2 separate regions of the Mus musculus genome follow, and region 1 is linked to region 2. The links are chromatin contacts, called in public promoter capture Hi-C maps. All regions are on one chromosome and are shown on one strand. The core of a region is the stretch at or near the end of the contact, and the rest is flanking DNA. Distances in the headings are between cores, read along the strand shown.

Region 1 (5,918 bases), core at 430-2,929, 150 kb before region 2:
CACAGACCTGATCTTAGTCATTTCTTCCAAGGCTGTAACTTCAGTGTATGTGATCTAGAAGTTGTATATCTTGGTAGTTACTAAATTAAAATAAAACTTATGTCTCCAAAAAAAAATCATACTCAATTATGCTTATAACTTCTCCAATAGCCAAAACTAAGCCATCAAGCAAACTATTCAGTAGCCAGATAGGTAAGTGCAATATTGGTAATAGCAATAGATAGGTAATAGCAAGAGAAAGAAGTAAACCATGGAAAGACATGGAGGGGCCTTCAGTATGTATTGCTACTGGAGAGCAGCCTGGCTGTGGACTCCCTGATTCCAACTGTATAGAGTTCTGGATACAAATTCTTGGAGACTGGAAGCTTAGTGGTTTCCAGGAGAAAACAGATGAATAGGTGGGCACTGGACATTTTTAAGGTGGTAGGTACATTGTATCATATAACAATGGTAGATACATGATGCCATACATTTGTTACAATTCATGTATAATTTAAAGAGTAAGCCTTAACACAGCTATAGACTTTTATTAGTGAAAAAACAGGATCACAAGCCAGCCCTGTTATCATAAAGTACTACAGAGGTCTATTTTATTTCTATGGGTATTTTGCCTGCATGTCTATCTATGCACCACATGCATGCAGTGCCCACAGACAGTATCATATAACCCAAGACTGGGGTTACAGATGGTTATGAGCTGCTGTGTGGGTGATGGGAGTTGAACCTGGGGCCTCTGGAAGAATAGCCAGTGCTCGTAATTAGTGAGCCATTCTTCCAGCCCTTCAATAAGACTTCTAAAACCTAACAGAAGCTCTGGCAGAGCTACTGTGGTGACAGAGCAGTGACTACTGACTCCCAGGGGACTATGCTGACTGCTGGCTCCCTATGAATAAAGGTGGCTCTTCTCTTTGTGCAGCCTGGTGCTCTCCTGTGACTATCTGTGGCCTAGGGGCATTTGCACTGTGCTGAGAGCAACTTGGATGATGCCCTTTTTCAAGAGGGTGCATGTGAGGTTTCAGATTTTTTTTTCTTGATACTTTGTGTGTCCACTTCCCTCTGTGGAGTGGAGTTCACTTTGAATACTAACGTGTGTGTGTGTGTGTGTGTGTGTGTGTGTGTGTGTGTATGTATGTCATGTATGTATGTCATGTATGTATGTCATGCATAATGGTATATGCCAGGCAGGAGACTAAAGACCCATTAACTGTCTGATTTGAAGGAAATCACTTTCTTTATCATGACAGGTCTCCACTTCTTAGCTGTAAAAGAGAATTGACCTTTTTGGTCCCTTCTAATTCCAGACTCAGACTTCTAAATGAGCTGGGTGCATACCATGTCATAAGGCACTTGAGGCAACAGAGATCCTATTGTGAAAACCTGCTAGTCCTTCCCCCACTGTGTCTGGTTTCTCTAGGGGGTTGAAGGTCGGTCAGCACGGGGGTCAAGAAGTGTCTGCTTGTCCTCATGTTGTTATTTTTTCAGCCTTTCATGCTTTTGTACATCTCAGCCCTGAACTCTACCCTAGCAAAGAGTTTGCCCCATCTATGAGAAAAATACCTTCAGGTTTCTGGGTTTTCTCTCGGTCCAGAATCAGCCTCGTGGTTTAATTACTCCTAAGCTTGTAGGCCTAAGTGTTGGTCCTAATGTAATAAGATTTCCCAAGTTTCTAAGTAATGTTCCCTCAGAGAATTGAAAACTTATTCCAAGGCATGCCCCAGTGACCTAAAGACTTCCCACTCACTGCCACGTCTTAAAAGATTCCATGACTTCCCTGTAGCACCTCTGGGGGTAAAGGGGGGACCAGGCTTCTAACTAAAGGCCTTAGGGGACATATAAACTCTAAACTAGAGTTGACAGGCTTGCTTATTTTAAAAAATTGTTGAAAAGCTTTGGGCATAGTTGAGTGAGGGTCTTTGTATTAATCAGAACCATCCTGGGACATGGTGAGTTGGAGATAAGACCTTTAGTTAACTGCTAGAACCCTAAAGGGAGCTGCTGGCATACTTCCATTCGTGTCTAGAGTCCTGGGCACCTGAAGATCCAGTGGCATAGGTTTCAGCCAGACAGCTAGCAGGCCCCAAGCAAGAAGCCAGTACTTCAGTTCAGACAGGGAAAGACCATGCTTGCCTTTCTCCCAGCTGATTGGATGAGGCCTGCCCACGTAGGGAAGGGAACCTGCTTACTCTGTTTACCAGCCCAAGTGTAAGTCTCATCCAGAAAACCCTACAGACATACCCAGAAGGTTTGTCCCGATGTCCTAGCATCCCGTTGCTTGGTCATGCTGATGTCTAAACATGACCACCATACTACCATACGCTTCAGGACTGAAAGAGCTCGTGTGAAGGCCCTCTCCAGTTCAAGCTGAGTTCAGGGTGAGCCAGACTGCATGTGGTGTGAACTGAATGGCCCCTTTCTTCTGCAACTTTAGATATTCCTTCTGGAGCTTCATTTTGATATTCCATTTTGTCTTTAAAAGAGAAGACAGTCAGGGTGTGGGTGCCCTGTGCCTTTAACTGAGAAGCAGAGAGAGGGGCAAGTGGATCCTTGGTTTACTCAGGGAATCCAGACCAGCCAGTGTTACATAGCAAGACCCTGTCTAATTAAAAGGAAGTCAGGATAGAGGATCTGCTTCTCCGATAGCCTCTTGCAGAGCCGACCATTCTGTGACCCTGTGCATCCAGACTTAGAATCATGTCCTATGAAAACCAACTTGTTCAGTTTCTATGTGTTTGCTTTGCTCTTAGGACTTTGTTTAGAGAAACTGCCTGTTTCGTCCTCTACCAGTAATCTCCATGTGGACCGGGAGCAGGACGTCATCACCTGCTATGAGAAAGCTGGGGACATTGCACTCTTGTACCTCCAGGAGATAGAAAGGGTAAGTAAGGCCATATATGTTCACTCCAACTGATACCACCCCGCTCCGTGTGCCCACATCAGATTGTGGGAATTGTAGCCGACCACTGGAAAGAAAGCCTTTGCCTTACTTGTCTGCCCCTGGCACAAACTCTGCTTGCATTCCTGAGTGTTATGGAGGAAGTGGTCATAGGTATGGTATTTATAAAAGTAACTGGGTCAGTGTGCAGATACAACAGTATGGGTTGTCCATACCTTTACCACTCTTCTCCCTGGTTAAGATTCATGCATCTTGCTGGGCGGTGGTGGTGCACGCCTTTAATCCCAGCACTTGGGAGGCAGTGGCAGGTGATTTCTGAGTTCGAGGCCAGCCAGCTCTACAAAGTGAGTGCCAGGACAGCCAGGGCTACACAGAGGAACCCTGTCTCGGAAAAAAAAAAAAAAATCCATGCATCGTTACTTGGTCTTCACACCAGCAGGTATTTACCTGGGTTTTGGGTTGCTTTACCTTGATAGTGTGGCAGAGGTCTTCTGGGTCTTTAACTAGTGTGTTTGGAGCAGGTTGTGTGTCTCCTGGGACTGTCTGCAGAGGACCGAGCAGTCAAGTGGTCTGTGTCAGGGTAAGGAAAAGTAGCAACTGACAAGAATGTCACAGAAGCAGAGACTGAGGGAGCAGAGTTGGCTTGAGGCTGGATAGGGTCAGGGATGAGGCCAGGGCTGGGCCAGGGCTGGGGCCAGGGATGAGGCCAGGGATGAGGTCAGGGGTGGGGCCAGGGATGAGGTCAGGGGTGGGGCCAGGAATGAGGTCAGGGGTGGGGCCAGGGCTGGGGTCAGGGATGAGGTCAGGGGTGGGGCCAGGGGTGGGGTCAGGGCTGGGGCCAGGGCTGGGCCAGGGATGAGGCCAGGGCTGGGGCCAGGGATGAGGTCAGGGTGGGGTCAGGGATGAGGTCAGGGGTGGGGCCAGGGGTGGTGTATTAGTCAGGGTTCTCTAGAGTCACAGAACTTATGGATAATCTCTAAATAGTAAAGGAATTTATTGATGACTTACAGTCGGCAGCCGAATTCCCAACAATTGTTCAGTCGCAGCTGTGAATGGAAGTCCAAGGATCTAGCAGTTACTCAGTCTCACGCAGCAAGCAGGCAAAGGAGCAAGAGCAAGAGCTAGACTCCCTTCTTCCAATGTCCTTATATTGTCTCCAGCAAAAGGTGTAGCCCAGATTAAAGGTGTGTTCCACCACACCTTTAATCCCAGATGAAAGGCATAGCCCAGATTAAAGGTGTGTTCCTTAACTCGGAGATTCAATCTTCTGGAATCCATAGCCACTATGGCTCAAGATCTTCAAACCAAGATCCAGATAAGGATCTCCAAGCCTCCAGATAAGGGTCACTGGTGAGCCTTCCAATTCCGGATTGTAGTTCATTCCAAATATTGTCAAGTTGACAACCAGGAATAGCCACTACAATCCACCCCTTGTCAACTTGACACAAATAATATCTCATGTTCACATGAAACAATAACAAGGTTGTAAATACGCCTAACATGATATAACTATCCCTCGTACAATCGCAAACGCATTAGTAAATTTACAATGGGCATTCATATTACTTTATAATCCTCGTTTCTGCAACTGGTTACGTGGCCTTAATTGGTATTTATAACTACCTTCCTCTACTACCCATTCTGTATTTCCTTCACCTTCAGCCAGCACCTCAGCAGGTCTTGGCTCTTTTCCTGGAGGATTGACCCATACCTTCATTCCTGATGGGTCTGCGTCCTTTGTCATCCTGCTTGGATTAGGCTGTTGTAGTTTCCCATTGACTTTAATCACAGGACATGGTAGTACTAAGAGACGCCCTAAGGGATCTCCTACACTCCAGACATAATCTTGCTTACCACCATTGTGAAGAGGTAATCCAATTTCCCCATGGTAATCTGGATCTATCACCCCTCCTAACACTGTTATTCCTTTTTTAGCCTGTTGGTTTAAGGGCATTAGAAGCCCAAAATGACCAGGGGGAAGTCTGAGCTTCCAGTTCAATGGAATGTTTGTTGTAGCTCCTGGTAGGAGCACTCCCCTCTCTGGAGCCAAAACTTCTAAGCCAGCAGAACCTAGAGTTATGGGGACAGGAAGCAAAAATTTTCCTAGAGGGTCACTAGGAGTGATAGTAAGTGGAACTATTCCGTTTTCCACACCTTGATTCCTGGACCCATGAATCCTGGCTATGGGTGAAACTGTACCATATATCGAGCGCTGATTCAAAGCATATACTGCCTTCTGAAGAACTCTGCCCCAGCCTTCCAAGCTGTTACCACCTAATTGGCGCTGTAACTGCATCTTCAAAAGGCCGTTCCATCTTTCTATCAGCCCAGCTGCTTCAGGATGATGGGGAACGTGGTAAGACCAGTGAATGCCATGATCGTGGGCCCACTGTCGTACTTCTCTGGCTGTGAAATGAGTTCCTTGGTCAGAAGCAATACTGTGTGGAATACCATGACGATAGATAAGGCATTCTGTCAGTCCGTGAATGGTGGTTTTAGCAGAGGCATTACGTGCAGGAAAGGCAAATCCATAACCAGAATAAGTATCTACTCCAGTAAGAACAAAACGCTGTCCTTTCCATGAAGGAAGTGGTCCAATGTAGTCAACCTGCCACCAGGTTGCTGGCTGGTCACCCCGAGGAATGGTGCCATATCTGGGACTCAGTGTTGGTTTCTGCTGTTGGCAGATCTGGCAATCAGCAGCAGCAGTAGCCAGGTCAGCTTTGGTGAGTGGAAGCCCGTGTTGCTGAGCCCAAGCATAACCTCCATCTCGACCACCATGACCACTTTGTTCATGTGCCCATTGAGCAATGACAGGGATGGCTGGGGAGAGAGGCTGACTGTCCACAGAACGGGTCATCTTATCCACTTGATTATTGAACTCCTCCTCGGCTGAAGTCACCTTTTGGTGAGCATTTACATGGGACACAAATATCTTCACATCCTTTGCCCATTTGGAGAGATCTATCCACATACTTCTTCCCCAGATGTCTTTCTCACCAATTTTCCAATTGTGATCTTTCCA
Region 2 (6,357 bases), core at 3,698-6,197:
CCGTAACAGGGCATTTCTGTCCGTGTCTCCAGCCTGTGAGATTCTGAGCTGAACATGAAGGTCTGTCTTCGGAGTCGGTGGAAAGCCACAGGACCTCTTCTGGGCCAGGGCACCAGTTTCAGGTTCTGAGGCAGTTTGGTTCTTAGCAGAGGGTCTCTCTTGTCTAACAGCCCACAGGAAAGTGGATTGCCTTGTCTTTCACATCTGTGGCCCTCAGGAACTCATGCCTCATCAGACAAAGGTGTGTGAGATGGGGTCAGGGGAACTAGACACAGAATCCTGGGACAGACATCAGGTCCCAGTCGAGCCTCGCACAGTCTTTAGCCCCAAGAAGAGCCCAGAATCTCTCTGTGCCTCCATGCCCTTTTTGCAAGAAGTCCTTCTGTTAGACTGGCTGTGTGTTTAGGACTAAGAGGACATGGTTCTGTAACTAATGGTAAAATGTGCTCAGAAGGACCCCATAGCCCTCACAGCCTCCCTGTTTCTCATTGGTGCCGTACAGTGCAGAGGACTGAGCTGTGACAGGGGACTGAGCTGTCACTGGGTTAGGTCTGAAATTGAACCTGTTTGTTGTTTAACCTTCAGGACCCATGGCATTTCTGTGACTGGGTGGCTATTTACCCACATGGGCTGTGTGAGAACTAAACAAAATGGCTGAGTACGAAGCCTCAAGAGTCCCTGGTACCTAGTAGATGTTCACTAAATAGAAAACCAGAGGCAGTCATCTTCAGTTTCAAACATAGACCAAGCCTGGTAATACTGACAGTCACTCACCTTTTTCACTTCCTTCTATGAGAACTCGACAGCTTTATAAATACTTTTACATATTATCTAAACATCACTCTGTTTGATTAAAGATATTACATGGCTTTTAATTTTTGTCTCACTATTGAAAGAGAGAAGTTTTAAGAGCTTTTCGGTCTCCCAGCCTTTGCTAGAACATTGCAAAAGAATTAAATCAACACAAAGTGCTTGGTCCTTATTAAAAAGAAGTACACTTCTACCTCAGGGCCGATGGTGAATTATTCAGAGAAGTGTTTCTTATTCATCCCCAAGGGAAACACTTGAGACAAAAGATCAATAGGAAAGTCACCTCAGGAGAGGTTTTGGGTTTCCCCCTTAGCTCTTCAAGCCCCAGCTCCTGGCAAATGTTTTCCTTTCTGAGGAAACAGCCAGGTGGCCATCACAGGGGAAGAGAGCCAGGCAGGGCCTCTGAGCCTCCCCAGGCCTGATGACACTAGCCACCTTGGTGGTCTTGCCAGTGGGGACATACTAATCTCAGACCCTGAGATCTCAGACCCGGTGTATCCTGGTGTCTTCATCAGAACGGAGGCAGGCTTGGGGCAGCCTGCTTGCAGATTTGGGGCAGTTCAGCTTCTCTTGCTCAGCAGCTCTCCCCAGTACCTGTGGTCAGGAACTCCCAAAGAGCTTGCAAGACTCCTTCCCGGTGATCTTGTACATGACACTCACTGCCGGTGTTTTTCCCCCTAGCCTCAGCTAGCCACAGCTGAGGATAGCCCATCCACAGCCAAGGGCAAAATTCCTCCTTCTGGGATGCTGGGTCCTCTAGTACCTGCAGAGAATCTCTGGGATCCACAGGTCTTTAGCCTTGAAATATCAAGAGACCTTGCCCCAGCTACTTAAAGCAGAGCAGGGTTTTAGTGTCTGAGAGACCAAGAAGGTGGCTCACAGTTTATTGCAGGGCTACAGGTTCTGGACAGGCCTGGGCTAGAATCCCAGTGCTGTCACTCATTGCCTTTGGAGCTTTGGGGCAAGATGGTCCTCTCCTTGTGCCTCAGTTTCTTCAGCTATACAACTGAGAATGTTAGCACCAGCTGCTCTTGGAGGCTAATTACACGATGGCTCACAGGAGTCTTACACATCTCACAGGAACCAGGCTAGTCTATGAGTCTCTGAACTCCTTGAAAACAGAGAACAGCCGGGCAGTGGTGGCGCATGTCTTTAATCCCAGCACTTGGGAGGCAGAGACAGATTTCTGATTCAAGGCCAGCCTGGTCTACAGAGTGAGTTCCAGGACAGCCAGGGCTACACAGAGAAACCCTGTCTTGAAAAAAAAGAAAAGAAAAGAAAAGAAAAGAAAAGAAAAGAAAAGAAAAGAAAAGAAAAGAAAAGAAAAGAAAAGAAAAGAGGAGAGGGGCAGCCAGGCCTATGGGGGCAGCAAGAGGCAAACAGTGATGAGCACTGAGTTTCCCAGTACCTACAAGAGAGCGAGAGCCACCTCGGGAGGCTAGGCCACAGCACACTGTGCCACACCAGGGCCCATAAAGGTCAGGAGTACCAGTTGGAAGAACATGGAGCAGAACTACCATAAAACCAAGAAGGTCCCAGGATAAGGAGGCACGTGAGGTACACCATGGGGCACAGAAAACCTGAGGACAGAAAATTTGTCCACGGCAGCCCCAGTGCTCAGAATGGAACAGAGAAGTTGCCAGGAGTTGTCTGGCAGGCAGAAAGCCATGTTGTCTATCACAGGTGGACACTGGCAGCTGACAGAGGGCACAGTGAGCTGCAGGACACATGCAGGGGCCTGGGCTGACACTAAGAATAGAGCCTCCCTACCTTCTAGAGGTGTAAGCAGCACTTGCTGCATTATGCAGAATGCAAATGTGTTTGCATTGTTAAAAAGCAAAGGTGAGGCAGATAGCATTGATGAATGTGAGTGGAAAGTCAGACTGGAGAGATAAATGGAAATGAAACTCAAGGGAAATAGATAATCTCTAACAGTTACAGCCATCACATATGGTAAAAAGGTAGAAAAAACAAAGGTGTTGCCCAGTAGTAATTAGTTAGCCCAGACCAGGGGTCAGGGGCTGAGTGTGGACAGTTATTAAGCAAGCAATAAGTTTATGAGACAAGGAATTGAAAGCTGTGGAGGTATTCTCAGAGTGATCAGACTTTTACCAAGAAAACCCGAAGGAATATTTTCTAATGTTAGTTTGCATAAATGTATAAATTTGCATTTATTTGCTATGTTAAAAGTCTAACTCACCGTGCCTGCAATGCATTAATGAAACATGGGCAGGCTTTTCCCAAAGCGGCCATTCTGTATTTTGAGTGGAGGGAAAGGAGAGGAAGGTACACAGTGGTGGCTAGGGGTGGCCTCGGGGAGAAGATTGTCTGCTGGAGCCAGACTGTGCAGGCCAAGGACAGGCATGGAGACGGTACAGCCAAGGACACAGTTACCAGGACAGGAACAAGTTCTACAAACAGGGATGTCTGGCTGCCCTCTGATCACATCAGCCTGGGCCTTTGAGAGCAATGTGTAAGGTGGACAGGTAAGAAAGGAATAGGGGCTTTCTGAAGCAAAGGTGGAAGGGAGTCAGGAAGCCTTTGAGGAGAGGAGTCAGTAAGACCAGAAGGGAAGGTGTTGCTGGGCAACAAGCAGGGACGTGAGGGTCACCAGGAGGCTTGGACCTGCTTCCGCAGTGCTTGACAGGGTGAGAAAATGGTAGGAAACAGGAGCAGACATGGGGCTCATTCAAGGTCTGTTGAGTGGACAACATGGGGGCAAAGATGCTCAGAGCATAGTAGAGGATCGGAGGCTGGGGGGGGGGGGTGCAGTGCACAGTGAACCAGAGCAGGGGCCAGCTAACACTGATGCAGGAAATGTGGGGTTTATGAAACATGAAACCTTTCTCTCCCATCCCAGATGAGCATAACAGTGCTAGAGTCCTAGACTAACCAACAGCCACCAGAACAACTTGGGACCAGTGGCTTCCGGGTCCTTGTCTCCAGAACTCAGTGACATTCACAGAAAACAGGAGAGTGAGCTTGACAAGGAATTTCATAAGATTGTAGTTGGGAATGTAAGAGAAAGAGGCAGAGCTTCCATACAGCAGGAATGAGTCCTAGAAAATGGGGTGCCATAGAGATGCTTAGTCTAAGGGTCTTTTGAAAGAAACTGGACTGAGGCATGGGTCCACCGGTAAGAAGTCCGCTGCCTCTCAGTTTCAGCCACATCTTCACTTATAGTTTCCAGGCAAGGGTGCTCATTTAGGTCGTGTGAAAGGAAAGAAAGATGGCCAAAAACCTGATCAGGAACCCAAGTCCCCTCTGGCCAAGACAGAAAGAAATAAGACCACTTCCAGCTTCTGACCAGGACAGCTGGAACTGTCTACTTTTGGGGTCTCTGCCCTAGAATAGCTTAATCAACACTGCTCCCACCATTCACCTCTAGCACAAAAAGCAAGCAGAGAGAATCAGTGTATGCCCCAGAGGAATGAGCAGTTCTCCAAGACAAGGCTAGACAAGGCAGAGACCAGCTGAGGACAGCAAACCAAAAGCATAAAGAGATCTACCCATGAACGTTGACGCTCCAAGACATGCCAGGGACAGGAAAAGGATGGGAGCCATTGTCATTCAGTGATAGCTCAGAGAGGGCAGTGAGATTAGGAAGGTGCAAGACATCAGAGTTCCCTGGAGGAAGATAAGGTAGCAGTCTGTGAGGGGTGATGAATGGGAGGGAGCCTGCCACCTGCAGCTGCTTGCAGGAGGTCACTGCTCAGTGCAGAGCACAGTCCAGGGCTCTCTTGGGGAGGAGGGGTACACAGGCTGTGTGAGAGGGCTTTCCTGGGTCTCGTGTTTTCTGAAGCATAGGCTCTGGGATGGCCACAGGTGCATAAACTCAAGAGGGAGAGCATTAATGGCAGGAAGAGCCTACGGTGCTAGGAATGCCCCTTGCTGCCCTATGTGGATGGCAGGCTTTACAACACGAGGTTTGCTGGCACCTGGCACCTGCACTATGCCTCCATTTTCAGTTCTTCGAACAGCTCTTAAGGCGTCTCATCAAAACAAAGCTGTCCACACACACTGTTCTGCCATAATGGCCTCTATTCTGAAGTTTCAAGTGGAGACCTGATGTGAGCACTGACTTTAAACTGTCTTCAAGCTCTCAAGCCTGTTTACTGTGTCAAAACTTCCTCCTGTAGGGCGTGGTGGCTGTGAAGCAGGGAAAGAGGGAAGCCTCTCTTAATAAGGAAGCTGACATTGGCTTCATGAAACTTGGTGGGTTTTTTTTGTCTCCAGTCCTTGGAGGTGTCTGTCTGTCCCCTGAGATAGAGGGAGTTATGGTGTCTTATGATTTATCATCAGAAGTCTGTCTCCTGTCTCCTAGCGTATTCCTGTTGGGCAGAGAGAGACTAGGGCTGTAGGGCCTGCCAGCCTCTGCCCCTGCATTGGTCTGACTGACCATCAGCATGATGAGGGTCCTGTGACACTAACAGTCCAAGATTACCTTCTGACCTCCCGCTTCTCTTGGGAGAAGCCTCTGCTAAGGCACAGGAACTCCTGGAATAGAACTCGAAGGCCTTCCTCCTTTCAGAAGCCAGTCTCTTTCATCCAGTGTCAGCTTTCTTCCCATGCACAGAAAGAATGACTGACACAGCAAAACCCGCCCCGCAGTCTGCTACGAAGTCTCTTTCATCTTGTAATTGTCTTCTGTGTTCTTTAGAACTAGAAAACTGCTTTGAAAACTAGAGAGAGCAACTTCTCCGAAGGCCTGCGAGCTGTTTAGATGCCTCCCCAGCCGTCTGTCTGTCTGTGTACTTGCTGAGTCCCTAATAAGCCTGCAGTTGTCTCTGCCTACTCTCTCTACTCAACATGGCTGGGCTTAAGTGCCTGGTCCAGAGAGGGGAACACGCCCTTCTAGCTGATGGGTCACCGCTGCAGTGTGTTCTACCTCCACTCTTTCTAGTGGCCCATGTAACACTTTAGCCTCATTGACAATTTAAGGCCTTTCAGCTAGTACTTAGCCCTACCTACATCTCACTTTTTCACTACAGTCTAATTTGAAAGGTTGTATGTCAGACCCGTTGTTACACTATTTAGTGAAATAGAGAATTTCTTGATACTGGAGAGGAAAGCGGCTCTAGGTGATCTGCCCTGGTCAAGCTGTAAGTTAGCGCAAATCAGGGCAAGCCTGAGCAGTTGTCAGCATGAGGAGTCGGAGCCTCAGTGGCGGTGCGTTAGAACAGCGGCCAGGCCCCAGGTCTGTTGCCTTCTTTGTTGCTTTGTTACTTGAGGGTTTTGTTTGGTTTGCTTTGGTTCAGTTCCATTTGGGGTTGGGTTGGGTTGGATTTTTTTTTTTTTTTTTGACTAAATGTTTTTAGGATTGAACCTAGGACCTGGAGTGTGGTATGCAAATGCTGAGCAACTGAAGGGTCCATCACTTGTAAACTTCCACTTTCTCACGGTAGACGGAGTAGGTGTAGGACCCACGTGTGTCACTGTATAGGTTCGATATAGGATGAACTGTCAGCATCACTGTCATTGCTAGGTGTAGATTTCCTCTGTGATTTCTATGAGCTGTGAATAGAACACGTCCTCTTGAGGAAAACA

Evidence for each region. Capture Hi-C pulls out chosen DNA fragments and counts their contacts.
Region 1: a contact with region 2 is called in a promoter capture Hi-C map of adipose tissue. The contact joins two enhancer-like sites. A contact is called at or near these places in 4 of 484 Hi-C or Micro-C datasets (the G1E-ER4 cell line, embryonic fibroblasts, epidermal suprabasal cells and 1 more), 2 of 115 datasets of contacts at active chromatin or transcription factors (both in embryonic stem cells) and 2 of 9 other capture datasets (adipose tissue and liver).

The regions. Positions count from the first base shown.
Region 1 is chr12:100,463,137-100,469,054 of GRCm38.p6, reverse strand. Ttc7b (tetratricopeptide repeat domain 7B) reads left to right here. Exons shown (of 20, transcript NM_001033213.1): 4 at 2,745-2,875. Among named protein-coding and RNA genes, the nearest start is that of Gm36375, 29 kb to the left of the region's middle. Within about 2 kb of position 1,679, at least 12 of the 459 cell types and tissues checked have an H3K27ac peak or open chromatin away from gene starts, as enhancers often do. A contact at or near this core is called in adipose tissue, where this site is marked.
Region 2 is chr12:100,318,546-100,324,902 of GRCm38.p6, reverse strand. The region is part of intron 19 of Ttc7b (tetratricopeptide repeat domain 7B); the gene reads left to right. Among named protein-coding and RNA genes, the nearest start is that of Gm51958, 28 kb to the left of the region's middle. Within about 2 kb of position 4,947, at least 32 of the 459 cell types and tissues checked have an H3K27ac peak or open chromatin away from gene starts, as enhancers often do. A contact at or near this core is called in adipose tissue, where this site is marked.